Regions from separate parts of the Gossypium hirsutum genome. Here region 2 is linked to region 1. Evidence: chromatin contacts called from public Hi-C data. All regions are on one chromosome and are shown on one strand. Each heading gives the region's core, a stretch centred on a gene start, on an enhancer-like site or on the middle of the called end of the contact. The rest is flanking DNA. Distances are from core to core; before and after follow the strand shown.

Region 1 (6,748 bases), core at 1,844-4,343:
TAACTAAGCTTTCAAGTGGAAGTTTTACTGGGACAGTGACACTAATGGAATGTATAAGTGTTGTAATTTAATGAGTGAGTTGAACTTAAATCATATATTATATCATTGATTTATAATATATAAAAAAAATTCCAAACTTAAGTAATTCTTGTGTTAATCTGTACTATTTTATTTTTTTAATTGTATTTGTAATTACAACTTTACATACAATTAACAATCATCTCAGCACTAACAATATCAAATAATAAGTTTAATATTATTAAATATATAAATTCTTAAAAAACAAATTGAGTAGGGTTTAATATTTAATTTTTTTTATTATATATTCAAATTCCCCCCTCTCTCTAACCATCTATTTATTTATCAGAAATAATTGTGTTAGGTCTTAGGTCATGGTATTGGTATTTTAATATGCTTAAATTTGTGACCTTCTCCATATACTTTTATTCTAATTTGATTTCTTTGTTATTATAATATCATTAATTAGTTTAAATAACTAATGCTCTTAACTATTATAGTTAACATCCTTATATATATATATATATATTGTAAAACACCAATTTCAACTCAATTATTTTTAGAATATATTTTTTAAAAGACCAGTTAACAATATTAATTATTTGAACTAAATAATAGGGTAAACTACTTAGTTGTTCATAACTTTTTGACTGCTTTCATTTTAGTTATCCAAATAAAATATTTACAATTTGGTTATTGTCATTAAAGAAAATTTTTATTTTAGTCATCCAAACGTGAAATCCTTAACCGCAGCGCACAGTAGCATTTTTGACCATTTCTTTGGCACTCACTATTGTTGATCATCTTCTTCCCCTTCGTGCCATCCCCTACTTCCACCATTCTTCTTTTTCTTCCTTTGCTCCCTACTTCCAGCCTCCGTGCCATTCTGCTTCCATCAAATCTCCCCCATAAAAATCTGATTGAAATGCTAGAATGGTTATAAAAATATTTGTGACTTCATTATTATTTGACCCCGAGTATAGGATGATTTGTTCTCCAATTTCAATCACCAGGAAATAATCATGTATGACACTATCTTCGTATTATTATTTTTAATTAATTACATTTGTAATTGATTTTATAAATGAAGGATTTAAGGTATATTTCTTTGTTTGTGTTCTTTTTAATGTTTAATGGATTTCAAACAGGTGGAATTGCTTCTGCTATTGGAAGATTTAGTCCTTCATTATTGATTGACCCAGAGTACAGGAGTCATTTCAATCACCTTGCATAGCTTCTCGAATTGGAAGTGAACATGTATGCCATTATCCTCCATTCGTATCATTTAAGGTGCATTTGTTTGCTTCCTCCTCAACTACTTTTATTTACATCCATTTGCTTGTTTTGTTTGGTCTTTCTCTTTATGTTCGGTATGGATTCGACAGCTGCTTTTTCTTCTCAGTTTAGTTCTATAGGCTCTAACTGTGGAAATGAGCCTCCTCTGCATTCAGAAGTGAGACCTGCCACCATGGATTCGCCAGGACAACCAGCAACTTCTCAAGATTCCTATGTACGCACTCGGGCTAACGATGTGGTTCTTCTTGACTTCTTAGGTTTTTTTTTTTTTTTAATACATGCTTCATCTAGCATGGGGCTTCGAAGATGATGAGCTTGCTTGTGCAATTTCAGTGACTCATGAATGCATCCATGATACTGACGATCATCTTCAGAGTAAAGATTCCTTGTATTCTGATGAGTTAGGTATTATTAACCTTCTAGTATCACAAAAAATTCTGCTTCTCAAGTCAAGGATCATGTTAATGTTTTCCTAATTATATCGATTTCATTTTTTCCTTGGAAAAGCGGGTCTTTATCTCAAATAAAGAGCCTGTAAAACAATTACGTCGGAACCCAACATTTTAGCCAGATTTCTAAAGGCAGTTCGTATCTCCTTTCTCATGTGCAAAGTGGTCCAGGTAAAAGCATTATTTATGGTTTACAAGCTTGATTGAAATGCTACAATGGATTTCTGTAGTAGCAGAGCATTTCAATCAGATTTTAATGGAGGAGACTTGATGGAAGCAGAATGGCGCGGTGGCTAGAAGCAGTGAGCAAAGGAAGAAGAAGAATGGTGGAAGCAGGGGGTGGCATGGAGGGAAATAAGGTGGTAAACAGTAGTGAGGGTAAAAATTTGGTCAAAATGCTAACGTGGGGTGCAGAGTCAGTTAGGGGTTAACAGGTGAGTTACTGAAATGAAAATTTTCTCTAATGACAATGTTTAAATTGTAAATATTTTTATTTGAGTGACTAAAATGAAAGTACTCAAAAAGTTGGATGACCAATTAAAAAATTTACCCTAAATAATATAATAAAATATAAAAACCAAATTATGTTAGACATTAAAGGATAAATGTTAAATCTTAAATTTAGGCATGGTAAGAGATTAAAACCAATGTTGCTTGAACTAGACCGAATTAAGAATCAAAGACTGGTTCAAAAAGTGGATTTGAATCAGTTAGGCTGGGAATCAGTACGAATTGATTGATCCGGCTAAAAAACTAATTGAATCGGCGATTGATTAAACCAAGATTTTTGAATTTTTTTTATAATTTTGAATTTTGAATTAATTTTAATCAGCCTAATAAATCAATAGCCAGACCGATTCAACCATTGATATGATTTAAAAAAAAACATTGACTAAAATTAAAATTTGATCACTTTTATATAATGTGAGAGAGAGAGAAAACAAAGGGTGTCAACAAAAGAAACCCTATATCATTCATTTTATATATAGATTAGTTAGGTCAAATTCTATTATGAATATTTGTATTATGTGTAAATTATAGATTAATAGTTGCATTTTAATTTGGCCAATTTTAATTTATGCATATTTTGACTTTTGAAAATTTAATTTTGACCTAAACGATAGTAGTTAAATTGTGTTGTTTTTAAGTATTAAGTGGAAATAATAAGTTAATATAATATTATACATATTAACCTAATAAATTTATACAGTTTAGGTTAAGATTAAGATTTTAAAAATTGAAAAGTATAAAGGATAAAAATGTCTAATTTATGGACTAAATTAGTTGGCCCAATGTTAAGTTTAGTTGGGCTTCTTGATACTCTTGCATACAGAAAGATTACCAGACCATTGTTTTGGTCTATCGTCGACCTTTAAAACCTTGAAGTAACTCGGTTCAACTGCAAAAACCCTTCATCTTAAAGGCTAAATCCTCGCTCTCCACCATAGTTGCTGTCATCCAACACTAATGTCGGCCACAAATGCAAGTAATGGCAGTAGAATCGAAACTTACGAGGACTTCGTGAAAGTCCATGATCTGCTTTTAGCAGCATCGGGGCTGCCCCAATCACTTCATTTTAAACTCTTCCAGAAGCTAACATCGGAAACTTTTGATGGCGGAGCTCACTTCCAGATTGAACCCTGCGAGGAAGGCCGTCAGAGACGGTTATTGTTAACCTCCGAAACCATGGCTAAAGACTCCAATGTTTTCCTCGTCGACCATGCCTGGACATTTCGTCTCCCGGACGCCTACAAACTGGTTCGATTTTTTTTTTCTTTTTTAAATAATCAGAATTCATTTGAAGTTCTTTTTTAGTGAAAACTGATATGTTCTGTGATTGATTGCAGTTGCAGGAGGTTCCGGGGTTGGTGCAGCGGATGGCTGCTCTAATGTGCGTGGACGTCGAAGACGACGGCGGTTCAGAACAGGCCGCTGAAAGTGGCGGGAAAATGACCGCCGAGGAAGTTTTGGAGAGCGAAATTCGAAACGCGAAAGAGACCGGAGATGGATTTGTGAGATGGTTGGAGCTCGAGGAGCTTGGACTTGACGACGCCACCTTCCTTTCTCTCAACTTATCCACTAAATTTCCGGTTAGTCAACCATCATTCTATCATACTTTACCTTATTCCAGGTCACTTTAACATATGAACTGTTCTGTTTTGGTCGCAGGATTTATTGGCTCTTAGCTTGTGCGGGAACAAGCTGGAAAACCAGGAGAAACTTGTCGAGGAAGTTACTAAATTTAAGAACTTAAAGGCTCTTTGGTTGAACAATAATCCAGTTCTTGAAAAAAGGTTTTGTCTTGTTCATTCTTGAAGAAGAAAGTATTTAAAGTTACTTTCGGTTTCTGTTAAATGAGTATCTGTTTTTGTGTATAGTGACTGTGGCATGGAAGATACAATTCTTCAAGGATGTCCCAAACTCGAAATCTATAACTCTCGATTTACCCATAATTTTGGTGTGTGGGCATTGGGATTTTGTGCTGATGTGTATGGGAAGGATAATCCTGCAAGTAGTCATCAGGGAAACCTTCCTTTGCAAAGTGTGACCTCACTTGACCTTTCGAATAGAGGCATCCATAATCTGATCAATAAGGTCTAACACGCATTTTCCCTCCTTTTACAAAATTAATCATAACATGGAAACAAGATGCAAGATGATTCTGCTTTCTCTTTTTCAGGCGTTCTCGCCTTTTGAGATGCCAAATCTTTCATATTTGAACATTCGAGGCAATCTGATTGAAGAAAATTCAGTCAGTGATTTGTTTGGACTCTTGAAGGCCTTTTATTGCTTACAATCTTTGGAGGTATGTTTGTTGGAAAACATTGCTTTTGTATTTTAATGAGAACACATGGTGCTACAATAGGTTTGAGACAATTGGAAGGTCATATTTCATCTTAAAATAATTGATCTTGCAGGTGGATATACCTGGCCCACTCGGAGATAGTGCTGTGGAAATTCTTGAATCACTTCCCACTCTTTCCTCATTGAATGGTGTTGATGCATCCAAAATCTTAGAATCTGAAAAGCATATTGTTGATTCAATGCTTCAGCTACGTCTGCCTGAATGGACTGCTGAAGAACCTCTTGCTGATCGTGTTCTTAATGCAATGTGGTTATATTTAATGACTTATAGACTCGCAGATGAGGAAAAGCTTGATGAAAATCCTGTATGGTATGTCTCTTACATTGATCTTTTGTATCTTAGACCATGTTTGATCATTTGTTGAATTTCTTGGAAGCAAGGATCAGTATCTAGGCAAGGTTTAAACATTAAAAACCACAAGGGTTTGCTTACAATTGGAAATTTGGGGGTGTCATTATGGATTTTTGGCTTACCTACTGTCACTGGATGAAATGATAATGACATATTACATGCTAAGGGGTCATCGTTTCTAAGATGCTTTATAAATTAATTATATTTGATTATCATGAAAATATTTAAGTTTTATATTCCTTCGCAGGTATGTTATGGATGAACTGGGTTCAGCTTTGCGGCATAGTGATGAACCAAATTTCAGGGTGGCTCCTTTTCTCTTCATGCCAGAGGGGAAACTGGCATCAGCAGTGAGGTCTTTATTACTCTGTTCAGCAGTTTTGTAGTTATATGGTGTTGTACAAATTTTTGCAAATTCGGAGCTGCATGTCACTGCATATTGATTCATCCATTTGTGTAGTACAATTTTTCTGCTCTTGCAATAAAGGTATTTTGAGGTCCATTCATGCAGATTCATGACACGTGTTAACTTTCTTTCTCAGCTTTTCAATATTTTGGCCAACTCAGAATGTTAAGAGAGGTGATGAGTGCACTCGTGATTATCTATTTGGCATTGGGGAGGACAAGCAGCGTTCTGCCAGACTTACAGCTTGGTTCTACACGCCACAGAAATATTTTATTCAAGTATTTTATCCCATTGTTGGATTTATGTCTGTTTCCATTTAAACTGTGGTCTGCTACTCTGCTTCTTGGTTTCTTAATAATTCACTTCACTTCATGCAGGAATATGAGAAGCATTTAAATAAATTGCAATCAAAACGTTTACCTTCTCTGTCTATAAAATCTTCTGCAACTACTGTTGTACATCGCAGTGATGGGAGTGCATTATGTGTTTACACTGACATACCTCAAATTGAAGAATTTTTGACACGGCCAGAATTTGTTATCAGTATGTGCTATTGTCCGTGCAGGGCTAATTTTGCAAATGTTCATTTTTATGCAACAAATCATAAATCTGTTTTGTGTTGAATATCGTGAGGTTATGAATTCTCGTTATGCTTGCAGCAAATGAGCCAAAGGATGCTGATATCATATGGACAAGTATGCAGATAGATGAAGAGGTGAAAAAGGCTGTGGGAATAACAGATCAACAATACATAAATCAATTTCCTTTTGAGGCTTGTCTCGTGATGAAACATCATTTGGCAGATACCATACAAAAGGTTGAAATTGCTAACTTATTTCACATTTTAATGGTCGCAACAGGACCCTGTTTTCAAGAATCAATTCTTTTTTTATTAATTATGATACTAAATTGCATACTTATATTTTTCCACGACAATTGTATTTCTTCTGATATTCTAAAACTTGATACAAAGATTAAACTCTTCTCTTAACTGAGGTCAACTAACTCTAACTTGTCTCTTCTTTCTTTGTAATAGGCACAAGGATCTCCTGGATGGTTGCAACCTACTTATAATCTTGAAACACATCTATCTCAACTTATTGGTGACTATTGTCTGCGCAAGAGAGATGGGCTAAACAATCTATGGATCTTGAAACCTTGGAACATGGCACGAACTATTGATACAACTGTTACTGATAATTTATCTGCTATTATCCGTCTCATGGAAACTGGTCCAAAAATATGCCAGAAGTACATTGAGCATCCTGCTTTGTTTCAAGGAAAAAAGTTTGATCTTCGTTATATTGTACTGGTTCGCAGTATAAATCCTCTGGAAATCTTCCTTGCAGATGTCTTCTGGGT
Region 2 (6,748 bases), core at 2,389-4,888, 170 kb after region 1:
GTCCCATGTATTAATATGAGGCATCTCTCGTATCGTGTCCAATTATAAATGCGTCCTAGACTTTTAACCCAACACTTTTTAATTCAATCTAACTTGATACATGTTTTTCTATTTTTCAAAATAAACATCATAAATTAGTTTAAATAACTTCCAATTAAATAATTTTATCAACTCGATTCATTTCTTTAAAATTATGGTAATTTTACTGTAAAAGAATCTATAATAAAATATACTTAATATTTTTACATTCAATGGATCCAAAATGACTAATTAATTTAATTTCATTTTTGAACTTTAATTATTTAATTAATTAAATAATAATTCAAAAAACCATAAATTAATTTTCCAGCTTATTTCCATTTAGTGAGAAAATCACATTTATTTCTAAATGTTTCTCATTTCTCCAACTCTACCATTTCTACCCATTTATGTTCATTTGATTCAACATACAACTTATTTTTGGTTTCAACAAGCTAGCAGAATGACCAATTGGATATATGTAATTAGCACTCAAAAGATTTATAATTAAGTTTTAGTTTTTCACCTATTAATTATAAACTCATGTAGTCACGAAGTTATTCCACTATAGTATTGTGACTAAGCTCTCTCTAACGACATACCATTACTAAAGCAACTCAATCAGTGCTCATCTAATGATCTTGTCATAAGTGTGTTACTCTCATAGGGTATCCTTAATTTCACTGGGATAAATCCGCTCTCTCAATATGATCCTTTTTTATCTTATGGTAACCATTACATCTTCCTTCATTGAAAGTCAATTACTATCAAATAGTAATTAATTCATTCATCACAAAGACGAACAACTCGTTGCCACTTTTACTTTTCATCTATCATGTAATACTAACGAGAGGATAGCTATAAATTCCACTGTTGTGAATGATGCATCAACTATCGATTCCTTATCTATTTGAACTCAAGCTTTTACTTACATCAAAGTATACGAGTCACACATATATAATCCGTCATCCACTTAGGATTAAGGTATGTCACACTATGAACTTCACAAGTGAATAACTCCATAAACAAATTCATAATCTATTCTCCTTGGGTTTAGTCTAATGTACTGTCATTCCAGTCAGTTACATCTATACCCCTATCTTCTAGGAGTCATCTGCTTTGATGCCCAAGACAAAACATCTTTCCAATTGGACTTAATAGACAACATATTAGTCTTTCAATCAGTTTGCTTATTTTCATTTAGACTAAAGACATGTTTAGGTTCGTCTACTAATATGAGTCGTCTTTTCGTATTACGATCTAACCACGTAATACCACTTAGTATTAATTAAATATTAGATAACCAGTGAGTTTTTATTTTTCTTTACATGCAAAAAAATATGTGAGGACAATAGACAAAGGGTATTAATGTAATTCATGAATAATTTTATTAACCAATCTGTTTGAAAAAATTACAAGTGTATAAACAAATATACTACACTTAGGGCACCAAATGCAACATATGTATGATTGCAACAGACGCTGTATTGGTTGTGACCAATAGGAAAAGGATTGGCATGGTGTTAATGTGTAATGTTTTCTGGTTTTCTTACTTTGTTGGGTGGCGATTTTTGTTAGGTGAAGATATGATTTTTCACGTCATTTCTCACAAATGGGGTCAATTATTAATATAAGGTTGGAGGTTGATGGTTGAACCATGAGTATGGTGTCGAGAACTGTAAAGTAGATTATAAATTGGAGAGAAAAAGGTTGTTTTGCCACCCTTGTGGGAGGATGATCCCTTTTATAGATGATGGATCTTAGGGATACTGCAAGTGGGCCTTAGCAAACAACAATCTTACTATATAGACTAGTGTATAAGGTTATGGGCAACGTGAGAAAGACCATACGAGGAGTAGTTGGTGGACGAAAGCCACGACGTTTAGGCTTTGCTTGGTAGAGTCGAGAGAAAATTGGAAGGGTGAAAAATTGGAGGGGTAGAAAACTAGAAGTATGAAAAACATAAATTTTTCCATAGGTGTGCTTAGTAGGAAAGATGGAAAAATGAAAAAAAAATAATTTTCTTTACATCTATTACTTGGTAGAGTTAAAAAATTAAAAGAAAGAAAATAAAACAATTTAAAAATATATAATTTTGAACTAATATACACATCTTTATTATTTTCTCTCCTCTCATGATTTCAATTTAAAATAATTAATTTTTATGCATTAAGATAGAAAATGATTCATCTCTTCTATTTTATTTCCTCACTTTTCTTGTCAACAAAATATACTTAAAATTTTTTTTTTTTTCAGGTTTTCACCCTTCCACTATTTTTGGTACCCAGCTAAACACAAGCACATATGTGGGAGCATTTTGGTTGATGAACGCCTGAAGAGTTGATATTATATATTTTTATCACTCCATATTTCAATCGACTGGATAGTCCTTTTCTTTAAACAAATGCATAATTGTGTGTACTAAATACTTGGTTTTATATTGCAATGCGGTCACGAATTTGAACTCACAATCTTTTTACGAATAATAATGCAGTGAGAGGTGAGGTTGACAATGCCACTTCCAAGTTTTTAAATCCCAAAACCAAACGTGATATTAAGAGGTTTCATTCTGAACAATAATTTGAAACCCTAGAAATTAATTATAACTTTTTACAAATATTTTATAATTTGATCTGGAAAAACTTTATTTATGAGTTCTATTATAATAATTAATTATGATTAATGATAATTTTTATTCCAACTTAATGAAAAAATATATATATCGAATTGGGTAATTCAAGTTACCCATTAAAATCAATGATGATATTCCTCAAGCCATTGGCACTGGATAAGAAAGAAGAGGATTCAACGATGATTATAAGCAACCCACACGCTTTCTGGATGCACGTGATATAAATCCAAAGCTCAATTCAAAGCAAAAATCATGACAATCAAACCCTCCGGAAAAAATGAGGAAAAGTCTTTCGATCACGCGGTTGTGATGAACGATGATCCCCTTGTACTTCAATCGTCATGCAGACAAAATACTTTCATCATGTCCTGTGCACCATCTTAAACAAAGATATGTATACTTTATTTGTGTTCTCACTCCTTGTATTCATTATATATTTCTAGGTTAGTCGCCCTACTTTAATCCCTCTATTCTTTTGTTTCAAAGAATTCTCGTTCAATTAAATTATGTAATATTTGTTAAAATTAAAATATTTGATTTTAGGTGGCAAATTCAAATTTGCGTATTAACAAATATATATATATATATTAACTTCCAATTGAAACAACTCGAGATTTAGAATCGAAAATTTTACACTTTAAATTTAATATTTTTATTTGCTTATATGACCTTCTACACATGTAATTTTAGTCACGTAAACAATATTTTATTATCAATTAAGATGTCAATTATTAAATTAATAGAGTAGAGTGAATAAATTCTTGATGAGGATTAAATATCAAACTAGTGAAGATATTTGTAATTTTATTTTATTCAAGCAAATCTTCTAGAAAATATGGTTATTGCAACTATGCCAACCTCTTTGTTTTACGAAGTCTAAACAAACCCAGAAGTTGAGAGTTGATAAAAAATGAAAAAACGTTCCTCTGACTGCGGATTTTAGTGTGTAACAGCTGGTATGGTATTCTCTCTGAAGGATTAATACCTAATTTCCCTTTTTTTCTTTTTCTTTTTTTGTCTCTATCTCTTTCATAAAATAATTATAAACCCACACTTTAGAAATCCATTTTGGATTTTTTAGTATTGTTTCCATACGAGGAGTGAATTCTGGAAAAAAGAATAGTACAACAAGCGTTTTTCGATTTCTTTGAATCGTCGACTGTTTCTGTGCTTTCATACGGAACATTCCAAATGCCAAAAAACAAACTTCTAATTTTCATGGAAAGTCAAAGAGGGCAGCCGCGTCGTTTTGTATTGAACCAACTTTTGTGGACTTACGGACTCAGTTCACCCAATTCATCCAATGATGTGTATATATATATACACACCCTAATGTCAAACTCTTGTACATATATAGAAAATACAAAGAACGGTGGAACTTGGAAGAATATACTTTTGTTTGTATAGAATGAAGCTGTGAGAGTTGTGCAACACATTTGCAGATTCTGGGAAAAGAGAATGACAGTGATGAAAATTACATGGAGATCCATCATCCCTAGCTGTTCCAAGGGTGTTGTAAAACCAGAAGGCAAGCCTAAGAAGGATGTTTCGAAACAAGGTTCATTTACCAGGTTTGCAATGTTAGACTTAAGTTATCCAAGCTCAATGTTGTCGGAGGATCTGTCTACCTCGCTTGCCGGTTCGAATCTTCATGTTTTTACGCTTGCGGAGCTAAGACTGATAACACAGAGCTTTTCATCGGTTAACTTTCTGGGTGAAGGTGGGTTTGGACCAGTTCATAAAGGGTTCATTGATGACAAGATTAGGCCTGGATTGAAAGCTCAGTCGGTGGCTGTTAAGCTCCTGGATTTAGAAGGCCTGCAAGGACATAGAGAGTGGTTGGTCAGTATATATTAATTGCTTACTTTATTGGACGTTAATTGTTGCTGTTTACTGATTATTGAATAAATTTTTCATTATGGAGCAGACTGAAGTGATCTTTCTTGCACAATTGAGGCATCCACATCTTGTGAAGTTGATCGGATATTGCTGCGAAGAAGAACATAGACTGCTGGTTTATGAATATATGCCAAGAGGCAGCTTGGAGAACCAGCTATTTCGAAGTATGTTGTGTCTGTAAATTACCATTTGTTTCAGTTCATATATAAACAATAAAGGAATTAATGTGAAATGTCAATCTCCCATGGTGCAGGGTACTCGGTTTCTCTTCCATGGGCGACGAGGATGAAAATTGCTCTTGGAGCTGCCAAGGGTCTTGCCTATCTCCATGAAGCAGAAAAATCAGTAATTTACCGAGATTTCAAAGCGTCAAATATCTTGTTAGATTCTGTAAGTAATGCTTTTTTCATCATGTTCTTAATTTTTTACCTACCGCACAAAACTTTTTTCGCTTTAGAACTCCAACATTGATTCTGTATAATCTTTTTTACAGGATTACACAGCCAAACTTTCAGATTTTGGTCTCGCAAAAGGTGGTCCGGAAGGGGATGACACGCATGTATCCACCAGGGTGATGGGGACAGAAGGCTACGCTGCTCCTGAATACGTCATGACAGGTCACTTGACGGCTATGAGTGATGTGTATAGCTTTGGAGTGGTACTTTTGGAGCTTTTAACAGGGAGAAGATCTTTAGACAAGAAACGTAGCCCAAGAGAGCAGAACTTGGTAGAGTGGGCGAGGCCAATATTGAATGATGCCAGGAAACTTGGGCGGATAATGGATCCTAGACTGGAAGGCCAATACTCGGAAATGGGGGCACGAAAGGCAGCTGCATTGGCTTATCAATGCCTTAGCCAACGCCCAAAGCAAAGACCAAAAATGTGTGATGTGGTGGGGATTTTGGAGCCCCTTCAGGATTATGAAGACATCCCAATTGGTTCCTTCGTTTATACGGTTCCAAACCAAAGTGGTTCACCAAAGGAGGAGGAGAAGGAATGTGAATCTAAAATGAAAGAGAATGGGCATCATCAAAGAAACCACAAACCTCATCATCACGGCCATGGGCATCAAAACAGGTCACCAAAAATGTCTCCCATTCACTCCAAAAACGACAACCTTGAAAGTAAGTTGAATTCTCCCTTGCATCATACAGCAAGGGGAGCATAGGGTATATAGATCACACTGTAAATAGGATTAATTACAGATTGCGTTGGATTTTGATCACTGTGGCGAATGATAAAGGAGTGTAAGATTTACATAAAAAAAAAGTGTAAGATTTTCTTGAGCGCAAAGACGTGTTTTACTTGCATTGATTCTTCCAAAATAGAAGATTTTGCTTTTCTTGGTTGAATTTTGAGTTTTAATTGTTTATCAAGCAAAAGACTAATTAGTAATCACAAAGGATTTTGATAAGGAAATAAAAAATCAAAATTTTCAAAATACAGCTAACCATGAAATTAGATTATGTTACTCTTTGTTGGGAAGAAAAATAAAATCAATATCTAAACTCCCACTTAAATTATTTTTAAATCTCCCAATTTACAAAGTCATTCTTTTTTTATATATTAATTTTAAGTTTGTAAATTCAATTATTTAATTTTAAAAATTCATAAAGTTGTTAAAAATATATATATAAATACATTTATAATAAAAATTATTGGTTTAACAATTCTTAATTTTTAAATATTTTTCGTCATAGTAATTCAATAAAAAAAATTTATAAATACGATAAATAAAAAATTGTTATGAATATCTTATTAATAAAAGAGTTGGTGGGGCAGAAGGGGTGGGGGTGGTTTGGTATTCAGTTTTTTTGAATTATTTGAGTTATTTGAATTCAAAAACTCAACTTAATTCAAACTCGAAATTTGAAAAAGAAAATCGTGTTGACTCAATTAACACGATTCAAATAATTCGAAATTTAAATTTTGCTTACCCCATTGTTATCAATTTGTATGATGATTTAAATTAATTATTTTAATATATGGATAGATGTATAATAATATTAATAAGTTTTTAAAAATTGATGATATGGTATTATCTTATTACTAACTAAAGCTATATACTTTTATAATATAAAAACTTTTCAGATTAAAAGATTAAAAAATATATCTCACAATTCAAGATTACAGTAATAAATTTTAAAAATATATACAATATTAAATCTTTCAAAAACCAATAACACAAAAGAGGCGGTG

Evidence for each region. A called contact is a pair of places that touch in the nucleus more often than the background predicts.
Region 2: a Hi-C map of leaf shows a contact between it and region 1, with 2.9 times the contacts expected there. The contact joins the promoter of LOC107951076 here to the promoter of LOC107952189 in region 1. A contact is called at or near these places in 12 of 34 Hi-C or Micro-C datasets (anther, callus, fibers and 4 more).

Annotation. Positions count from the first base shown.
Region 1 is chrA06:20,391,878-20,398,625 of Gossypium_hirsutum_v2.1, forward strand. LOC107952189 (tubulin--tyrosine ligase-like protein 12) reads left to right here and starts at 3,094. Exons shown (of 15, transcript XM_041115301.1): 1 at 3,094-3,521; 2 at 3,611-3,853; 3 at 3,933-4,057; 4 at 4,142-4,358; 5 at 4,444-4,569; 6 at 4,682-4,938; 7 at 5,228-5,335; 8 at 5,523-5,664; 9 at 5,764-5,929; 10 at 6,046-6,203; 11 at 6,423-6,746. The coding sequence starts at 3,231.
Region 2 is chrA06:20,560,334-20,567,081 of Gossypium_hirsutum_v2.1, forward strand. LOC107951076 (serine/threonine-protein kinase RIPK) reads left to right here and starts at 3,639. Exons shown (of 4, transcript XM_016885981.2): 1 at 3,639-4,492; 2 at 4,578-4,713; 3 at 4,803-4,939; 4 at 5,043-5,874. The coding sequence starts at 4,109. The coding sequence ends at 5,717.